Linked DNA regions of Mus musculus: regions 2, 3, 4, 5 and 6 are each linked to region 1. A link is a contact called in public Hi-C, promoter capture Hi-C and targeted proximity ligation data. All regions are on one chromosome and are shown on one strand. The core of a region is the stretch at or near the end of the contact, and the rest is flanking DNA. Distances in the headings are between cores, read along the strand shown.

Evidence for each region. Promoter capture Hi-C pulls out the DNA fragments that hold promoters and counts their contacts. A called contact is a pair of places that touch in the nucleus more often than the background predicts.
Region 2: a promoter capture Hi-C map of embryonic stem cells shows a contact between it and region 1, with 3 times the contacts expected there. A contact is called at or near these places in 6 of 39 promoter capture datasets (embryonic stem cells, hippocampal neurons, liver and 2 more) and 1 of 130 datasets of targeted methods (memory CD8 T cells).
Region 3: a promoter capture Hi-C map of pre-B cells shows a contact between it and region 1, with 2.3 times the contacts expected there. A contact is called at or near these places in 8 of 39 promoter capture datasets (the 3T3-L1 cell line, the C10 cell line, hippocampal neurons and 4 more) and 3 of 130 datasets of targeted methods (large pre-B cells, memory CD8 T cells and pancreatic cancer cells).
Region 4: a contact with region 1 is called in a Hi-C map of B cells, with 5 read pairs. A contact is called at or near these places in 2 of 39 promoter capture datasets (hippocampal neurons and pre-B cells) and 1 of 484 Hi-C or Micro-C datasets (B cells).
Region 5: a contact with region 1 is called in a promoter capture Hi-C map of neural stem cells. A contact is called at or near these places in 10 of 39 promoter capture datasets (the 3T3-L1 cell line, cranial neural crest, hippocampal neurons and 6 more), 3 of 484 Hi-C or Micro-C datasets (Sertoli cells, embryonic stem cells and muscle stem cells), 2 of 130 datasets of targeted methods (astrocytes and pancreatic cancer cells) and 1 of 9 other capture datasets (pancreatic islet).
Region 6: a targeted proximity ligation map of memory CD8 T cells shows a contact between it and region 1, with 34 read pairs. A contact is called at or near these places in 2 of 39 promoter capture datasets (hippocampal neurons and pre-B cells), 6 of 484 Hi-C or Micro-C datasets (B cells, CD4 T cells, Th1 cells and 3 more) and 5 of 130 datasets of targeted methods (DN3 thymocytes, effector CD8 T cells, large pre-B cells and 1 more).

The regions. Positions count from the first base shown.
Region 1 is chr19:11,910,788-11,913,870 of GRCm38.p6, forward strand. It overlaps Patl1 (protein associated with topoisomerase II homolog 1 (yeast)), which reads left to right and starts at 1,612. Exons shown (of 19, transcript NM_172635.3): 1 at 1,612-1,790. The coding sequence starts at 1,776. Gm31092 (a long non-coding RNA gene) reads right to left here and starts at 1,620. Exons shown (of 2, transcript XR_386559.3): 1 at 1,309-1,620.
Region 2 is chr19:10,973,020-10,976,102 of GRCm38.p6, forward strand. It overlaps Ms4a10 (membrane-spanning 4-domains, subfamily A, member 10), which reads right to left and starts at 1,681. Exons shown (of 9, transcript NM_023529.3): 1 at 1,600-1,681.
Region 3 is chr19:11,049,072-11,052,154 of GRCm38.p6, forward strand. It overlaps AW112010 (expressed sequence AW112010), which reads right to left and starts at 1,495. Exons shown (of 3, transcript NR_102366.1): 1 at 1,317-1,495.
Region 4 is chr19:11,264,668-11,267,750 of GRCm38.p6, forward strand. Ms4a1 (membrane-spanning 4-domains, subfamily A, member 1) reads right to left here and starts at 1,482. Exons shown (of 7, transcript NM_007641.6): 1 at 1,381-1,482. All of the region lies in intron 1 of 4930526L06Rik (RIKEN cDNA 4930526L06 gene), which reads left to right.
Region 5 is chr19:12,500,442-12,503,524 of GRCm38.p6, forward strand. It overlaps Dtx4 (deltex 4, E3 ubiquitin ligase), which reads right to left and starts at 1,555. Exons shown (of 9, transcript NM_172442.3): 1 at 566-1,555. The coding sequence starts at 776.
Region 6 is chr19:11,354,511-11,357,593 of GRCm38.p6, forward strand. No RefSeq gene overlaps it. Among named protein-coding and RNA genes, the nearest start is that of Ms4a4a, 19 kb to the right of the region's middle.

The sequences.
Region 1 (3,083 bases), core at 362-2,861:
AATGGCCCTTGCCACACACTCCCACTCCAAAACTTGCTAGCACCAAGCACAAATTGCACCCTCAGAAACCTGAATCCAAATTAACATTTCCCCATTTAAACTGTCTACTCAGATATTTTGGTCACAGCACAAAACTAATAGTAGCAAGCCAACAAAAGACGTTTTGTAAATGAGGGGTGGCAGGCTTAAAAAAAGAAGTTATGTCCAGAGTTTGCTAGCTCTTGGTCTACATAGCCTCTCAGTACTTGGGTAATTGTGAAAACCTGTTACCTCACAAATGAAAGTTTGTTTCATAACTCTTGAAAATTACTTATTAGCTTACCTTGCCTTCTCTTCAAGAGTCAATTCTATTTGCTCTTAAGTGATCAGATTTGGGGATTCAGATATCTTAGCTGCCAACTTTGCAACAGTTTCCGGTGGGCAGCTTAAGGCTATCTACTTCTCTCTAACCTCCAGGTTCCTTATCTAGAGAGCAGAGAATGTAACTATTCGATTACTACTTAGTGAGGTAGATATAATTTTACCCATTTTACGAAAGAAAACCTGAAGGGTCAGATGTTTAGAAAGACATGCCCAGTTTCACGCAGCAGTGAAAAAACACGTTTCCCAATCCAGAACTTCTATTTTCAAATCCAATGCTTATAGTAAACTAGTTGATTAATCCAGTCACGCTAACAGTAACGTGTTAAGGAATTAAAGTTCACCATTCATTCCCAGGTGAGACAACCGCCTGAGTGACACTCGTGAGGCAGAGGCAGGCGGATCTCTGCGAGGACAGCCTAGTCTACAGAGTGAATAACAAGACAGCCAAGGCTACACAGAGAAACCCTGGCTCAAAAATAAAATAAAAAATAAGACACCCTCTCAAACGGTCTCGCTACAGGCAATAAAGCACCAAAGCAGCAGACTTCTAGAACCAGGGTGCTGAGGCGGAAGCTGAACAAACTCCGCTGGGCTTCATCCTCAGCGGAAATGGCTGTCCACAGCGCCCAAGCTCACCGACCTTGCTGCGGTGACCCCAGCCCCAAGGCTGCGCGGCCCGTTAGGGCTCTCCCGCTTTCCAACGGGGTGAAGGGCCTGGCATCTAAAAATATCACCTTAGATAATCCTTGTTAAATGTGCCTTCGTCTTTTTCCTAAAACCAAACGCTGTCAACACTTTGGCCTCTATCAATCACAGCCTTGGCCTCCCGACTGATTCAGCCAGCGACCTGTCCCTTTCCAAGAATACTGACTTGCCATACTAGTCCCCCCTCACAGACCAAGTCAAGGCACCCCGAGGAGGACACTGGACGTTAAATGAAATCACCCAAGAATAAATCCCCGATGTTCTCTGCTGAGACGCTTCGGGGGTCGCATCCTGTGACATTCACAAGGCTTTTCTCCGCCCAATCAGTGACGGGAACCTCGTGACTCAAAAGCACTGCGCAACTGTGCAGTTAGGAAAACGGAGGAGGAGCCGCAAGCCGGGGCTCTCTGGGTCATCCCTCTCCGACGGCCCGCGCGTGCGCAGTGTCTCGCCTAGGGATCTCTTTCCCGCCGCTCACACTAGGAAGCCAAACGCCAAATCTGTCCCCGCGCAGCTGCCGCCGCCGGGGCGCCCGCCCAGCCCGAGGCGCGCCTGCGCACGTCCCCACGCACGCTCCGGCGTACGGCGGCGGCCAGGGGTCGCGAGCCGGTGGGAGACCCGCGCGCGCGGAGCAGCCCGGGGAGTCGGCGCTTCTTTTCCCTCCCTCCCCCCACTCCCCTCCCCGCTCCCTTCCCCCCTCCCCAAGAATGTTCCGCTACGAGGTGAGTGGCTGCGACCGGAAGTGACCCCTCCCTCGCCCGCGCGCCCCTTTTTTTTTCCTCTGCTCGCCCGTCGCGCGGGTCTTGTGCGGCTGAGGAGGGGGCAGGGCGCGGGCGGCTGGGAACCCCGCTTCGGCCGCGAGGCTCGGGTGCGGCCCGCAGCGCACCGCGGAGGGGCGGGACTGGCGAGAGCCGGCCGCTGGTTTGCGGCGGGGAGAGCCCGTTAAGTGCGGTAACCTGACCCTTGGCTTGCGCCTCTGCTCGCGGAGCTGCCTTGGAGACCTGCATGGCTCCTACCCGGTGGTTTTTCCTGAGGCAGAATCCCCGGGGAATGCCCACGGAAGCGTTTCCCGCCCTGCCCCCGGAACCCCTTCACCCGGATTACACACAGCCCTGTGCACGCGGGCTGCCGTCAGGTGGAGGGGCAGGGACTGGTCCTCGGGCTGAGACTTCAGTCGGCTTGGAAAGAAGGCTGGGAGTGGGGAGGGGGGCGTGTCCCGCAGAAGTTCCTTCTAGGAGAAGGGAGAAAAAGTGTGGGTTTGGCGACGTTGTTTGGAGAACGGAGCTGTTTGCTGACCGTCTCTTACTGCTGTGTGACCTTGAGCAACTCCTACTCTTGGGGCCAAACAGACTCCGGATTTGTAGTTTAAGGACTGAGCTAGGGAAATCCTTACCGAGTCATCCTGATTTGGTCCAGTAGATGATTGCCATTTCATAGAGAGTTGCTAGAAGTTGCTTCTGGTGTGGAGGCAGTTGCAGGGCTGGCTCTTTAGGGGGAGGAAGATTGGGTAGAAACGGCCCCTAAAAGTTCCCAGGTAAGTTATATCACAAGCTGTTCCCCTAGAGTGTGGAATTCCAATTTGGAATCTTTAAACATTGGAAACAGTAGAAAGCTTGAGCTTACACTTGTGACTCAACTCACTTTTTGTAAACATGAGGAGAGATGATGAGATACTGTGAATAGAAGTTGCCAGAAGCAAAGAAAACTTAGTAAACTGAATAAATCTGTATTGGGATAAGTGATTGAAATTAGGATATACCAAGCTTGTCTAGTGATTTTTACTCCCTGGAGACTGCGGCAAGAGAATCAGGAGTTCTAAGCCAGACTGTACCTAGAGAAATAGTAACTAAAACAAAATAAATTAGAGCATACCCAAGATGTGATGGGGATTCTAGTTTTTGTTCAGCTTTCTAAAATCTTTGCTGTGTTTAATCCTCACACAGATTTCTTTCAAAGTTGTGTTTGGCTCAGAATTACAGTTTAAGGCACAGAGGTATAATACCTAGTACAGAGTC
Region 2 (3,083 bases), core at 431-2,930, 940 kb before region 1:
CCCTCCTCAAACTTCCTCTCCTGGGCTTAGGTTTTCCCTGGAGTCCATCTTTTAGTAATAAACCCATAGAATGCTTGTGCCCTGTTACCTTGCCCACCTTATCTTCAGGACTGGGCAGACTGCCCTGGGGTGAAGGTAGACTGGCAGGATGGGAGGGGCAGAGGGAGAATTTTTTGGTCTTCTCTCCCAGGCTCCTCAGCTAGAGGAGCCACAGACCCAGCTGTCTGGTGTCTTAAGGAACCGTAGGGTCTTGGTGATTTATACTCAGCCTCAGACTTTCTGCAAATCTCTCCCGTTTCCTTAGCCTGTGGGAGGCAGAGACAGAGCTAGGAGGATTCTGTAACCTTTTAGTGGGCCAGAACATGAATCTTCCAAGCAGACAGGCCAGGCCTAGCCCTGGCTCTGCTCCTGCATCTCAGTGTCTAAGTCTGTTTCTATGGATACACAGGAACACTAGTGCTTGCCTGAGGGTGGGCTGCAAAGATTAATTGGGCCAGGGCCAGAGGTTAGAATTTAGTAATAAAAGCCAATGATACCTGCCCTACAGCCTGAATCTCACCTGACCTCTGTCTGGTTTTCTGTTAAGAGAGGTCCCATTCTAATCTCCAGGATGGGGAGTTCATTGCTTCTATCTGACTCCTGCTCAGAGCAAGGAGGAAATCAGCTATGGGATCCTGATAGCTGGGAAGGTTGTGTCGAGGAGAGTGTGTGGAGACAGTTATCTGGGAGCACACAGGACTGCCCTTCAGGATTTTGTCTGCAGAGCAATGAGCTGGTTGCCAGGGAATGTCTAGAATGGATAAGATCTGTCCATGGGAGGTCTGGGTTAGAAGGTTGAGAAAATCTTGATGGGAATGTGACCCTAAGCAGACAGTGCAGAAGAAGTCAAGAGAGCAGAGAGGGTAGTGTAGTGTGTGTTTACACATACGTGTGTATGTGTATATAATATGTGCACATATATGTACATATATGTAGATGTATGTATGGGCATGTTAGGCAGAGAAAGGCAGGTACCGAGAGGTATGGAGTCAGTGTGACAGAGTGGCTGCTGGCAGCCACCCTTAGAAGATTGGGTTTTCAGTTATGTTAGGTCAGAAGGGGCCCTGGCATTTGCAAAGTAAACTTTCTCGAGGTCTCAGGGCTGGGCACTTGGTGTAAAGGGAAGATATGGGAAAAAGAGGGTGGAATTTCCCAAGTGTCTTCCTTGCTTTGCTTTTTCAAATCTGTCTCTCTGTGTGCTCAAGGTTCCAGGGTTAGAAGGGACGGGGTGTCATTCCTCTTAGCTCTCAGAATCACCAACTGATCCTGGGTAGTGGGCTGGGCTCCTGGTAGCAGACTCCTTCCTGGAGAGAGGCCCGTAGTAACCCCACTTCCCAGGACTTCATAGCATGGAACATTTGTTCTCCAGCTGTTGTGGACATTGCTTGATAAACAGTTCCTGTTCACTTCTGGGGGGGTCAAGTTTCAGCCACTCACCACCAGCTTGCAGCTACTGACTGACGAGCACAAGAGGCTGATCTCTTGTGTTAAGACTGAACCCCACTTGAGGCCCTGATGACCCTCCCTTGTTTGTTTCTGCTGTGGAGAGGGGGTACTCACCTGGCCCCGGGAACTCTGTTGTAGGCTTCAGCTGTGCCTGACCATCCAGAGCTGCCTCAGCACAGAGCCAGAGGTGGAAATCAGAACATCTTTATGGCTTTAGACTTTGGATTCTTTTCTTTCTGGGACCCACCCCTTGCTCACACTCCCAGCTAATCAGAGATGCATGTCTGGACTAGATCCTTCAAAACCATCTGCTTCCAAACCTGGGCAGGTGAAGATCTGAGTCTCCTTCCTTATGTCTCCCTTTAACAGCTGAGACAGTTAATGTTGCAGTGATGACATTTCAGTTCATGGAGCAGTTCATTGTCAAGTTGGTGAAGGCAGCATTTGAATGAGTTGATTATTAAAATTCTCAAATTTTTATTTGTGTGTGTGTGTGTTGATGTGGGTGGCTGATATGAGTGTGTGATTGATGTGTGTCTGTGTGTCTGTCTGTGTGTCTGTGTGAGTGTGTGTAGGTCAGAGGACTTTGTGAAATTGATTCCTTCTTTCCACCTTTCCACAGTGCTGAGGTCTGAACGGATATTGTCAGGTTGTGCAGTAACTTTAGCTTCTGAGACACCTTTCTGGCCCCTCAAAGAATCTTTTAATTTTTTGAAAGTTAAAGTATCCACAATAGTGGTTACAATGACCCTGCCCTGGGCCTTGTGTCCCTCCTCAAACCAGCCATGGTCATCCTAAGTTCTTGCTTGACTTTGGTCTCTGGTGGTAAGCCAGACAGATGTATTGTCATCTGTGTAAGCATGGTAGTGTTTGTCTTAAAAGGTATGGTCACGTGACCACAAGTAACAGGAAGCCCTGATTGAGAGTGAAGTCCAGCCACCACCAAGCTTGCAGCGCATGTGACTTACAGAGAACTTATATCTAAGGCATGTTTGGATCTTGACCATGGACATGGTGAGATGAGAATGTGTAACTTCAAGCTGTCCAGTCTGTCTCATGCAGAACTAGATAACTACTGTGCTTTTTCTATCTTTTTCCTCTGGTTTTTAAAGACGGAGAATACACATTTAATTGTTAATATTTAATATACATATTAAAGTGTATGCAGCATATGCAGTTAGGTAAATTTGTATGTATATATGTGTATGTTGGTTTATTTGTGTGTATTATTCTCTATCTTACTTTTCTTTCTTTTTTAAAAAACGATTTTATTATTTAATATGTATAATTGTTTTTGTTTGTATGCATGTCTGTGCACCACATGCGTGCCTGGCACTCTCAGAGGCCAGAAGAGGGTGTCAGATCCCTTTGAGCTAGAGCTACTGACAATTGTAACTGCCATGTGGCAAGTGGGTGCTCGGGAGGAATCAAACCTTGGTCCTCTGGAAGAGCAGCCAGTACGCTTAACTACTGCTGAGCTGTCTCTCCAGTCTTCTTACTGTGTGTGTGTGTGTGTGTGTGTGTGTGTGTGTGTGTGTGTGTGTGAGACCACGTGTACACACACAGAGGCACGTGCACACACACAGAGGCACGTGCAC
Region 3 (3,083 bases), core at 245-2,744, 860 kb before region 1:
AGTACCCAAGGAGCTAAAGAGGTCTGCAACCCTATAGGTGGAACAACAATATGAACTAACCAGTACCCCCCCCCGGAGCTCATGTCTCTAGCTGCATATGCATCAGAAGATGGCCTAGTCGGCCATCAGTAGAAAGAGAGGCCCATTGGTCTTGCAAACTTCATATGCCTCAGTGCAGGGGAACGCCAGGGCCAAGAAGAGGGAGTGGGTGGGTAGGGGAGTGTGGGGGGGAGGGTATGGGGGACTTTTGGAATAGCATTGGAAGTGTAAATGAAGAAAATACCTAATTAAAATAAAATAAAAATTAAAAAAAAAAAAAAGAAATTCTTCGCTTTGCATACCTCTGGCTCTTTATTTAAACTCCATGTTAGAAACTGAGTGATAAGCCCAGGTGGGGCCAAGTCACTGGACCCCTTTGCTCTGCTTCTCAATGAAGTCACAATGAATTCATTTTTTTCTACCTTCCACTCTTATTTGTTTAGTTGGCCCATTAAGGACTGGGTAGATGAATCTGGATTGCTTGAGCCTGGACTCTGACCCTGACAATTCTAGGTGCAGTCTGGAGCAAAACAGAGAGGCTCCTCTGGGTAAGAGTAGGATGTGAGGTCATGGACAAGAACAGTCAGAAAAGTGAGATGGTTAAAGGCTAGAGGGGGAAGGCAAAGCTAACATGGAGAGAGCAGGGCCTGTATCAAATGTTTTTTTCTAGGGCAGAGGAAGATTCTAACTACATACAGGGTGCCTCATCTTCAGAAGAGGGTACAGACTCCTGCCATTGTTCTGAGCTTTTAGAGAAAGCTAGATCATTAAAAAGTCTGCTGGGCTGGAACAGAGCTATTTTAAAAGGGGAAGGAATTAAGGCCTCTGCACGTTGAGAAAAAGTCAGTGAAGTGATCCACAACTGAGGAGAAAATCAGAAAGAACTTACACAGGAGGACCCAGGAGAAACTTACGCTTAAGTCCTTTGCTTTGTCCTTTCCAGATATTTCCGTGTGCGTGTGTGTGTGTGTGTGTGTGTGTGTGTGTGTGTGTGTGTATTTCCCGCAGCGCCTGGCTGGCCCTTCATATGCCTACCTAGTGCTGTCTCCTCTCTACATCCCAGGCTTAGAATTGAGTTCTGTGGTGTCAGACAGGAGATACCCACCCCACAAGAACTATATCTTCCTGGAAAAACAGACTTAGAAATAATAACAAACTAAATGCAAGCTTTCAAAGACAGAAGGTGACACTCATTCTCTCCAGTAAGCTGGGATGAGGCCTTCCATGGGCCTTCTTACCCACTATAGATTTCCCCTTACAGATCAAGAGGTACTTACGGGAGACATCTTGCAGCTCAGGTTGTCTGCTAGACTCCTGCTGATCTTCTCTTTGGTTTTTTATATAAAGTTTGAGAATGTCAGTTTCACTTTCCCTTTGAATTGCTTTGGGGCACTATTTGCTAAACAGGAGTGGACTGAAAAACCCCGAGTCTGAGAGAAGTTTACACAATTAGTTGGCCTATCCCACAAACAAACAGGAAGATCTGCAAACACAGCCCAAGAGCCTTTTCCCACTTGGGAAATTCCTTGCTTGGAACACAGTACAGTGTTGCCTGAGACAACTGCTTCATCCTTGGCTATGGAAATAAGCAGACATAATATGATATTTCAATGATTTAAAGCAAATGCTGATTTTTTTTTTTTTTTTTTTTTGGTAAGAGTAACACAAGTACATGGGTCAGTGGATATTCTTCAGGGCTCTCTAGGATGTGGTTTCAGGCAGGACACAGGATTACACTCAAGCGTGTATCTCCTGTGTTTGCATTTTCATCGTGGGTTGTAGGTTAAAGAATTAGCAGATGTGAATACAAGGAGAGTTCACTATTATACTGCCAGAAGCCAGAGGCTAGGAGAAGCCTGGAGGAGACTCTCCTCCCAGTCCTCCTGAAGGATGGAGCCTTGCTGACACCCTGAACTCAGACTTCCTGCCTCCAGAACCAAGGGACAATAGGTTTAATGAGCTCTCCTGTTGGTGCCACCTTGTTATCGTTGCTAAAAAGCCCATAGAGTGTCTGTGAAAGATCTTGTGTAGTGACAGGGAAGCAGTCACTGCTGGCACAGCCAGCTGACTGGTCAGATTGGGAGTAATAGAGGTGACATGGAAATATAAGGAAGAGGAGGCAATCCCCAGCAGAGACAGAAGGCCCCGCTCTCCATAGGGTGTGGTCCTTTGAGTGAGACCCCCCCACCTCATAAATTAAAAGCTTGGTTCCTGGTTGGGAACTGTTTGGGAAGAATTAGGGGGTGTAGCTTTGCTGGAGGAGGTGTGTCCCACTGTGCACATTCTCTCTCTTATTCCCTCTCTCCCTTCCCCCGATCCCCTCTCTTCTTCCTCCGCAGGAAGTACACTCTTAACTACCGCTCCAGTGCCATGCCGGCCTGCTTGATGCCCTGCTTCCCATTATGATGATTGCAGACTGTAACTCTCTGAAACTGTGGGCCTCCAAATTAATTAATTAATAAATAAGTTAATTAATTAAAATCAGTGGCCTTGGTCATATGTCTCTTCAGAGCAATAAAAAACAAAACAAAACACAACAATGAAGATAGGTGGAGGTTATCAAGTTGACTGGCAGGTCAAGAGAGCTGTCACTCAACATTGATCTTGGTCCCTTGCCTCTGAGGAGGAGGAGTGAAGGGCTTTTAGACTGGGTTGTGAGGCTCCAGAATGGAGACCCATTCTCTGTGTCCTAGGGCTCTGAGAGGGTGAGTGTATTCTAACTCAAGGAACTCGGGACATCTTTGCACTTGGAGGAAATCAACTAAAGACTCTGAAAGAGCTTATAAGGATTCCGTTTTTTGATATTTACCACTGAATAAATGAAAGCAGAGATGACTAAGATGTATTTGTTAGTTGTTAGGCTAAAGCTATACATTTCATGTCAGCAGAAATAAGCATCTTTAGTGAAAAAAAAAAACCCTATTTTCCAAAATAAAAATTTAGTAAGAAGAGAATTAGTTTTTAGCAGTTGTGAGGGTGGGGAGGCGAAATATTTTTGCCTCCCCCAACACTAGGTTCACAAGTGAAGCCAGTGTAAAAAAAGA
Region 4 (3,083 bases), core at 232-2,731, 650 kb before region 1:
ACCTTAAATCTCTAAGTCGTGCTCTACCTGGGCTCCCCTCTCACCAACCCGCCCCACTGTCTCCAACTCTCCTTTGCTTTCTTGAGACACCCTTCTGGCTCTTCATTGCAGTCCAGCTCTGGATGACTTTCAGAGCCCGTGTTCTCAGCAGTCATGCTTGGACACGTCTCCTGTCTGCTTTGCTGAATCTGCAAAACCTTTGAGCTAGTCCTTCCCGTTTCTCTCCACGTTCTGTCAACCTCCACAAAAGGACCATCATGTTACCTCAGGCTGTTCCTTGGCTGATGGTAAGGATTTCTTCAAAGTCAATAGCCGTTCATGTTTATCACTTTTCTACAACTACTTTTATTGTAGTGTGCCATGTAACTCCTGAAACCCAGTGCCAATCCAGTAAGGGAACTGTGCAGGGGTTATCTGGTAAACCTGCCTCTTGTGATGCTGATGCTGTGAGCTCTGTCTTACACAGACCGTTAAGCTCAGCTTCCTCCTTTGGCAGGTAAATGCTCAGGATGCTTTCTATTCACAAAATGATAACCTCCACTTCATCTGACCATCAGTGAGACAAAACCATTATAAGGAAAACAGGGAAAGTCTCTCTGTCTCTGTGTCTGTCTCTCTGCTGTCTCTCTCTCTCTCTCTCCCTCTCTCTCCACCTCACCTCTACATACATACATACATGCATACTTATTTTACTGTTTAGTTTTAGGAGCACATTAGCACCTGGTTAAAGTCAATCCCTCTATCCTGTCTCTAGCACCCACTCTCACCCTTGGCTTCTTCGATCATAGACAGAAAACAGGATTTGTGCTCAGTATTCCAATGCCACACCGAAAATGCTAGATAGTAAGATTAAAACCATCTATGATGGTGCTTACATTGAAGTTTTATCTTTGGAGACAAAACTCATCGGGAGGAAGAGGAATGGGGCTAGATTCTTGTGGCCAGGATTATTTTCTAATTTGGTTTTAGGCAGTCCTAAAAAGATTCTGTGTTCTAGGTTTAATCTTCATGGTGCAGAGGACCTCAATATTGCTCCCATTTTATGGGTGAGGAAATTGAGGCATGGAGAAGTTTAGTAACTCACCCAAGGTTATGCAGCTTCTCTGTGGTAGTGCCCCAGGTTGAAGACAACATTCTAGAGACCTTTTCTCCTTGTTAGAATCCACTCACCACCCATTGCCCAGAGTCATTTTTGAGAGGGGGAGCAGTTAGGTTAGGGGTAGCCCATCCAGCCTTGAAATCACCACACTTCAGATCATGCTGCCACTTGCCAGGGACACCCCAGACTGAGAGCTGACTCTCTAGTCCCTAAAACCACTCCTTTTCATCTGGCCTTTCCTTTTATTAGAGTCACTAAAACAGAGCAGACCTAACCCTTACCTGGGTCTCCAAGGCTCCAAGGCTCCAAGGCTTAAGGGCCAAATTAGCCACTCACAGCTGAGATCAGTTGGCCTCTTCTATCTCAAGTACTTGAAGATGAGTGCGATAGACCAGACCTGGAGTGGTACCTCTGATTGACACCACGTGACAGGAAATTAGCAGCTTCTGCTACCTTGAGAATCGCTCCAATCACCTTGCTTTGCCTTACCAGGTTTCACTTCTTAAAAATTACCCTGGGGACTGCCTGGTATGCTTCATGCTACCTTAATTAGAAGAACTTCTGCAGCCCCCACCCTGTAAGCAGGTGTGGATGGTGGGTCCCTAAGGGCTGGAAAAGGGCTAGAAATTCTCCAGAGATGGGCTGTTAGAGCTTCACTTTTGGGGCTGAGTAGGTGGTGGTGGGGCACCCATGCAAAAAGTCGGAATCCCTGAGAAGGTACACTTGGGAGCACTGTATCTGTTGGTTTTTAAACAGTCCCGTCATCTGCTCATACTCAAAGCTCTAGAGGGCCATGTAAATCTCACGTCAAATTTAGCAGAAATGGCCTGAAATCTAATTTGTCTCCATAGAACAATGCACCCAGAAGTGTTAGGCAAGACTCAGCTCCCATTTCGGGTGCTGTGAACCGAGACAGCACTTTTACATATGAGCCCACCCTTCTCCTTCCTGCTTCCCTTTCTTTGCAGTATTGCTTAGAGCTGTAGTGGCTGACTTTAGTGTTAGAGCAAGCAGCAAAGTGGAAGAAGTTGGTGATGTGGGGGAAAGTCTATAAACATTTAAGAGGCAAATATTAGATTTTCTCAAGACATATCCTCTTTTCCATATACAACCTCATGCATGTTAGACTTTTTATTAATTTTTTTGTTTAAAGCTGTTTTTGTTTTGTTTTATTATTATTATTTTTATAGTCCAGTCATTACTCCCTCCCTGTCCACACTCCCACAGTTCAACATCCCATTCCTCCCGCTTGTCTTCAAGAGTATGTTCCCTCCAACCCCCACCAGGCCTCCCCACTCCCTGGGGCCTCAAGTCTCTTGAGGGTTAGACGAGTCTTCTCTCACTGAGGCCAGACCAGGCAGTTCTCTGCTGTATATGTGTCAGGGGCCTTAGATTAGCTAGTGTATGCGGCCTGGTTGGTGACTCAGTGTTTGAGTGACCTCAGAGACTGCTGGTCTTTCTATGAGGTCACCCTCTTTAACTTCTTCCAGCCTTTCCCTAATTCAACCACAGGGACCCCCGACTTCAGTCCATTGGTTGGGTATAAGTATCTGCTTCTGTCTCAGTCAGCTGCTTGTTGGGACTCTCAGAGGGCAAGCAAGCTAGGCTCCTATCTGTAAGCACATCATAGCATCAATAATAGTGTCAAGCCTTGGAGCCTCCCCTTGAGATGGATCCTAAGTTGAGCTGTCACTGAATCTCCTTTCCCTCAGTCTCTTCTCCATTTTTATCCCTGTGGTTGTTTTAGACAGGAACAATTCTGGGACAGAGGTTTGACTGTGGGATGGCAATCTCAATCCCTCCACTTGATGCCCTATTTTTCTACTGGAGGTGGATTCTACGAGTTCCCTCTCCCCACTGTTGGTCATTTCATCTAAGGTCCCTCCCTTTGAGTCCTGAGAGTCTCTCACCTCCCAGGTCTCTGGTGCATTCTAGAGGGTCCCCCCCACCTCCCACCCACCAAGGTTGCATATTTTCATTCATT
Region 5 (3,083 bases), core at 305-2,804, 590 kb after region 1:
CAATAGACAGTAATTGGAGACTGGGGATCCCTTTGCCTCCCCAAGTCTCTTACCCAGGAGCTGACAGTGGGAAGGCTGGGTCCCTAGAAGAGGGCCATATAGACATTAAAGTTGAAAGGGGGTGGGGGGTGGGGGCAAGTGTATGTTAGGCCCAAAGGTGCCTGAGGCAAAGCAGGGTGAACTGAGGTGTGAGCAAGTGTGAGCAGGTGTGAGCCAAGAGGTTCAAGTAATGTCTTGCTGAAGAGTCAGCATTTCTTGGGGGGTGGGAGGCGGTTTGCAAAACCCTAGAGTTCTTGCACAAACGGCTACTAGGGGCTGATGGGGGCATAAAGGGGTTCTCCTGCAGCTAGGCTGAGGCTGGGTTGTATAATCAAGACTCTTTAAACTACTTGCAAGGACATTTACTTGGAGGTGGTCTTGGAATCCTGTGAGGACCTAGGGAAGAGAAGCACCTGCCCTCAACACCTATAGCTGATACCAGTGAGCAAAGCTGGCCACTGGGTGGATCACAGCGGACCCACGAGGCGGGAGCTCCTGGGACAGACAAGAGATGTGAATGGCTCACCCGTGTCTTGGCGGAACTGGTTCATGGACTGCAGGTCGATGATGTAGGGCGCGAGCCGGCTGTCCACCTGGCCCAACACCACGCTGCCCCCGGCGCGGGGACCAGCGCGCACCACCGCCTCGATGTGGTGACTCACGGCTGGGCTGTAGGGACGCCAGCGGCCGTGTTCGTTCAGCCATTCCCACACCACCACTGCCGAGGCCAGGAGCATGGCGAGCCCGGGGTTGCGGCGCGGTGCTGCCCACCTCCCGGGCCCGGCCTTCTGCGCTTCCTCCGGCGCCGCCGCCTCCGGGTCTCAACCGCGCCCCCCGGTCTGCGCCCCACCGCTGCGGGAAGCCTCAGCTGCGGCCCATGGGGGAGTCCGCAGCCGCGTAGGCACTGGGACACGGACCCCGGAGCTGCCCGTCTCCGACTGCGCTCCGCCGGGCTCCGCCGCCTCTGCCGCTGCTCCGAGGGGTCCAGCGGCTTCATGCAAAGGCCCGGCCCTGCGCACTCGCCGCCCCGCCTTGCAAAGCCACCCGGGGGCGCGCGGCCCGAGCGCGACGCTGCACCCGCCTCGCACCAGTTGCGCCTCGGGCTCCGCGGGCGCCCGCGTGGATCGCGCCGCACGGTCACGCCCTCCGCCCTCTCTCCGCTTCGAGTAAGCCGACCGCGGTGGCACAGCTCCCCCTCCCTGCGGCTCGGCTCAGTGGCCTCCAGGAGGAGTCGCCCCTCCCGGGCAGAGCGCCAAGGCGAGCTCGCGCCCGCGGAGGCTTCCCTGGTCCCCCAGTCTCGAGAGCACGCGCGCCATCCCGGTCCCAGCTGCCACTGCCAGGACCCAACTTTGCAGCCTGTTCAAATATGGAACTGTCTGTCTGTCTGTTTTCAGCTCAGCACCGGCCGTGTCCGCGGCGTGAGCTCAGAGGCTCGCATCTCCCTACAGCTCGTGCATGCATACGCATTCTCTCTCTCTCTCTCTCTCTCTCTCTCTCTCTCTCTCTCTCTCTCTCTGTCACACACACATACATCCACACCCACACACGCACGCAACACCCCCCACCCACACACACACACACACAGGAATTGCCCCACGCTCTCCTTGTTCTGTCCGTTATTACCTCATCCTCGTCTGCACCGTTCCCTAGCTGTCCATCAAAGATGCAAAAGCCACGCCCCATGGCCACTAGCACCAGCGATCTAGAGCTTCCATGCCCCCTGCTGGTCCAAATCCTCAAGTGCAGGTCAAAGGCCACACACTTGTGACCATCGAGAGCCAGTGCCAAGGGTTCCCTGCGTTTACATAGAGAGAAAAGAAGTTCTTGCTGTCCAATTTTTCTGTTAGAAGACACAAGGTAGACTAATTCATCCTGCAGTGTCTATGTAAATAAAACCATGAGACAGCAGAACAAACGCAAGCTAGACTCGCTCATTTTGATCATCAATGGCTAAAGAGGAAAGTAATATAAAGTGGGTTCTGACTAAGGGGATTGAAGCCTGTATTGCACATTATTGCTTGGCATGGTACATCACACGGGCAACTTCCACACTTGAGAAGCAAGAAGATGGAGAATTTCATGCCACATATCCAGACCAGGTCTCCAAACGAATTAAGTTAGACATTTTAAAGAGAATTATGTATTAACCTTGTCAGAAAACACACACTTTGTTTCTCCGTGGGTGGAACTGCACAATGAATCCGTTCTGACAAAGTGAAGCTGGAATTTGGAGCAATCTTATATTGGTAATGAGATTGTTAATCTTTTTTGGAATGGCTTTTCCATAGTTTCATGTGCTCCTTTTATATTTGAGGAGACAAACAGAAAACCGCTCCTAAGCAGATAAACTAGAAATTTCCAGATAGAGGAAACTTAAACTGGGGAAAGGTGTGGGTGGGTATTAAGAAATATTTAACTGTCTGCTTGCAGGACAAACAGGAAGTAGAAAGAACTAACGTTTACTTTCTGACCATTCTCTTTTGCACTCCGTCTTCTTGTGTCTACCACGATAACACGGCAGGGTAGTATAGTAGAAGTGAAATGAATGACAACACAGGAAAACATTTGCGCCTGGGTAACTTGTTAGAGAGAGTGAATATATAGTAATTAGTTGTGAGTCTGAACAGGTGAGAGGGTGCGCCAGAGAACCTGACAGCTTCTGGAACAGGCAGAAGCACAGAGGCGCTGAGGCAGCACCCTGTGTGGGCCGGGGACAGCTGGCCACCTTCCGGACCGGAGGACAGGTGCCCACCCGGCAGGGGAGGCGGCCTAAGCCACAGCAGCAGCGGTCGCCATCTTGGTCCTGGGACTCCAAGGAACTTAGGAATTTAGTCTGCTTAGGTGAGAGTCTGTACCACCTGGGAACTGCCAAAGCAACACAGTGTCTGAGAAAGGTCCTGTTTTGGGCCTTCTTCTTCGGCCAGGAGGAGGTCCAAATACAAGATATCTGCGCACCTTCCCTGTAAGAGAGCTTGCCAGCAGAGAGTGCTCTGAGCACTGAAACTCAGAGGAGAGAATCTGTCTCCCAGGTCTGCTGATAGACG
Region 6 (3,083 bases), core at 296-2,795, 560 kb before region 1:
AGTCATGTTGGATGGCTCCTGTGTTGTGTCTTCAGTGATAGGGTCTTACTCTCAAGTGTCAAAGTAATCAAGAGCAATGATGAGAGCGTGCTGACATTCGTAAAGGTGTAGCCATCTACTGGGGCATGAAAAACTATCAGTGGACAGCCACCAAAGAAAACGTTTTGTCCTTCCCCCAGGAGCTATGAATTGCCACTAGTTCCTCAGCTAGGGATGGGGCTCAGCAGGGCTCTCTACTGTATGCTAGAAATTTTAACCTGCTTGAACTCCTGCAAGTCCTAAAGACATAACTACAGATTCTGTGATTTAATGTGTATAACAGCTATATGCTGTCTAGAGCACTGCATTCCACAGCACTTCCGGGCCATTTCTTATCCTGAGGTTTAAGATATTTCATCCAGGCTATCAAATCTGTGTGCTAAGCACATGCTGGGAAAGTATGAGCATCTGAATTTGGATCCCCAGAACCTGTGCAAAAATGGAGGTGACCCATCTGTAATCTCAGTCCTTCCTGCTGTGAAATAGGAAGAGAGATAGAAGAGAGATAGGAAGGAGGCAGAAGACATGGAGACTTGGGTCAGCTAACCTGAAATCTATATAGCAGGAAACCAAAAATCCTGTCTCAAGAAAAGTAGAAAGTGAGGACCAATGTCTGAGGTTGTCCTTTGACCTTCACACATATTGTGGCATGTGCATGTACAAATGTATTAACATGAACACAAACGCAGACATGTACCACACATACATTTGCAAAGATAAAAAGAAAAAGAAATTTCTAGTAGTTAAATTCATTATATAAGTTTAATTTTAAAAAGCCTTCTAGAAGTAAATTAAACATTATGAGTTGATTTTTAAAATGGCTAAAATATTTACATGAATAAGAGAATCATATTTGAACTTTCCCACAAATTCAGGATATAACTTGAGTTTAAAATATTAGGCTTGACCAACAATTAATTGTCGATTACTCATTAGAACACAGATTTCTAATGATTAGGTAAGAATCAGAGAAGTCACTCAAGGGTGGCAGGTTCCATTCATCTGTAGACAGATAAGGAGAAGGATGTTTAGAGTTTTAGCTTGATTTGCCTCACATTTGTAACAAGAGCTTACGTTTGAAGACTACAGATGGGGACCCACTTTGGGACAGGGTGTACAAATATGTATCTATCAGTATCAACACAAATAATAGCTTTTATTGTATGTTCTGCTCTGGACACTCTACTGAATGCGTTATTGTACAATTTCATGCCAAACAAGTAGGACAAGCTACCATCACCGTGTAGTGAAGACTCTTATGCCTTCAATGTGTCAGATATCAAAGCCAGCGTTGAGAAATAATCTTCTCCGGAAGAGCATAGGCGGGAGCCAAACCACTTTGCTTTTCTGATCTCATTTTAACTTCCTTTACCTGACCACAAAATTGGGTGTTTTGAATCTGTGACTTCATATTGAATTCTTTCCTAGGAACTGGGAGGGCTGTGAGGGTCACCCGCCGTGCTACTCAGGTTCTGACAGGTGGGTACCACCCAGGAAGCCTTTGTTCAATGCTTTGAAATATTTGCTCACTTTCTGTAATCATCTTCATACTTGGTTTTCAAGTGTCATCTGTGAAATGGCACTCTTTCCTTTTGATCTGGCACAGCTACACCAATTGCTTGATCCTCTTAGCTTTATTTATGTAGTTTCTCTGCCTTATCAGAAACCTGGAAAAAGATCTCCACAAGAGGTTTTTTTTTGTTGTTGTTTGTTTGTTTATGTTTTTGTTTTTCTGGTTTCACCATGGTTACTTCAGGCACGTTTATTATGTATATTTCACATCCTTTCCTAATGGTATTCCTCTGAGATGCTTTATAAATATTTTGGTATTTAAACAAAAGTCTCTATTCAATTCTTAAACAATCAAATGAACATTTTAACTTAAATACACACACACTTTGTTTATAAAATGTTTTACTAGCTATCTTGCTGAATTTCTAATAGCTTTAATTAGTTTTCATTTACTAATTTTTAGCAGTTTGCCATGTATATTTATTCATGTTTAAATAATAGTAATTTAAAGAAGTTAGTTCAAACCTTTTCTTTAATGTTTGCAGAATAGTACCATGGGATATCTCCATTTATACACTGATTTTAATTTTAATAAAGCACATCTACCATTTATCATTAATTATTTAATTATGATACAGGTTTTCAGATCAAGACATATGCCAACACAGCATGACTAATGTTATTCTCCATCGTTGTTTATATGAAGAGTAATTTAGAATAACAGTGAGAGATTATTATTATTTAATCTTTTTTACAGGCCAGTCTTTATTCCTCTCCTAGTCCACCCTCTGACTGTTCCTCATCCCATTCCTCCTCCCACCATCTCCAAGAGGATGTTCCCCTACATCTCACCAGACCTCTCCCCTCCCTGGCGCCTCTCAGGGTTAAGCACATCTTCTCACACTGAGCAGCCAACCCTCATAACCACTGAGCCAACCTTTCAAGTCCCAGCCTTCATTTTATAAATTCCTGTCATATTTTCCGTTAAAAGCATTTATCCATTTACAGTTGCCCACTTTCCATCACTATGGCAAATAGTCGTGACAATTAACGTATAAAGATTTTGCAGTCATCCTCTTCTCTTATTCTTTTTCAGTTTTTCTGCTCCCTGTTTTACAGTGACCCCTGAATCTTGGAAGAAGGGGGTATGACAGATGTCCCATTTAGAGCTTGGAAGCCTTCAGTTCCTTATCATTTGCATTCTGATCAGCTCTTGGTCTCTGTGTTAACCTCTATTTAGGGCAAAAGGAAGCTTCTCTAATAAGGGTTGAGAGATGAACTTTACTCTCATTGGTGTGTTAAACTATAGATATAAGGAGAATGAGAACACAAAGGTGGGTGGGTAAAGAGGGAGTGGGTCTGGGAGAAGTGAGAGTAGGGGTAGATATGATCAAAATACACTGTATGAAACTAGGATGAAGACCAAAGTGTGGACACTGTGCTCCTTCTTAGAATTGGGAACAAAACACCCATGGAAGGAGTTACAGAGACAAAGTTTGGAGCTGTGACAAAAGGATGGACCATGTAGAGAC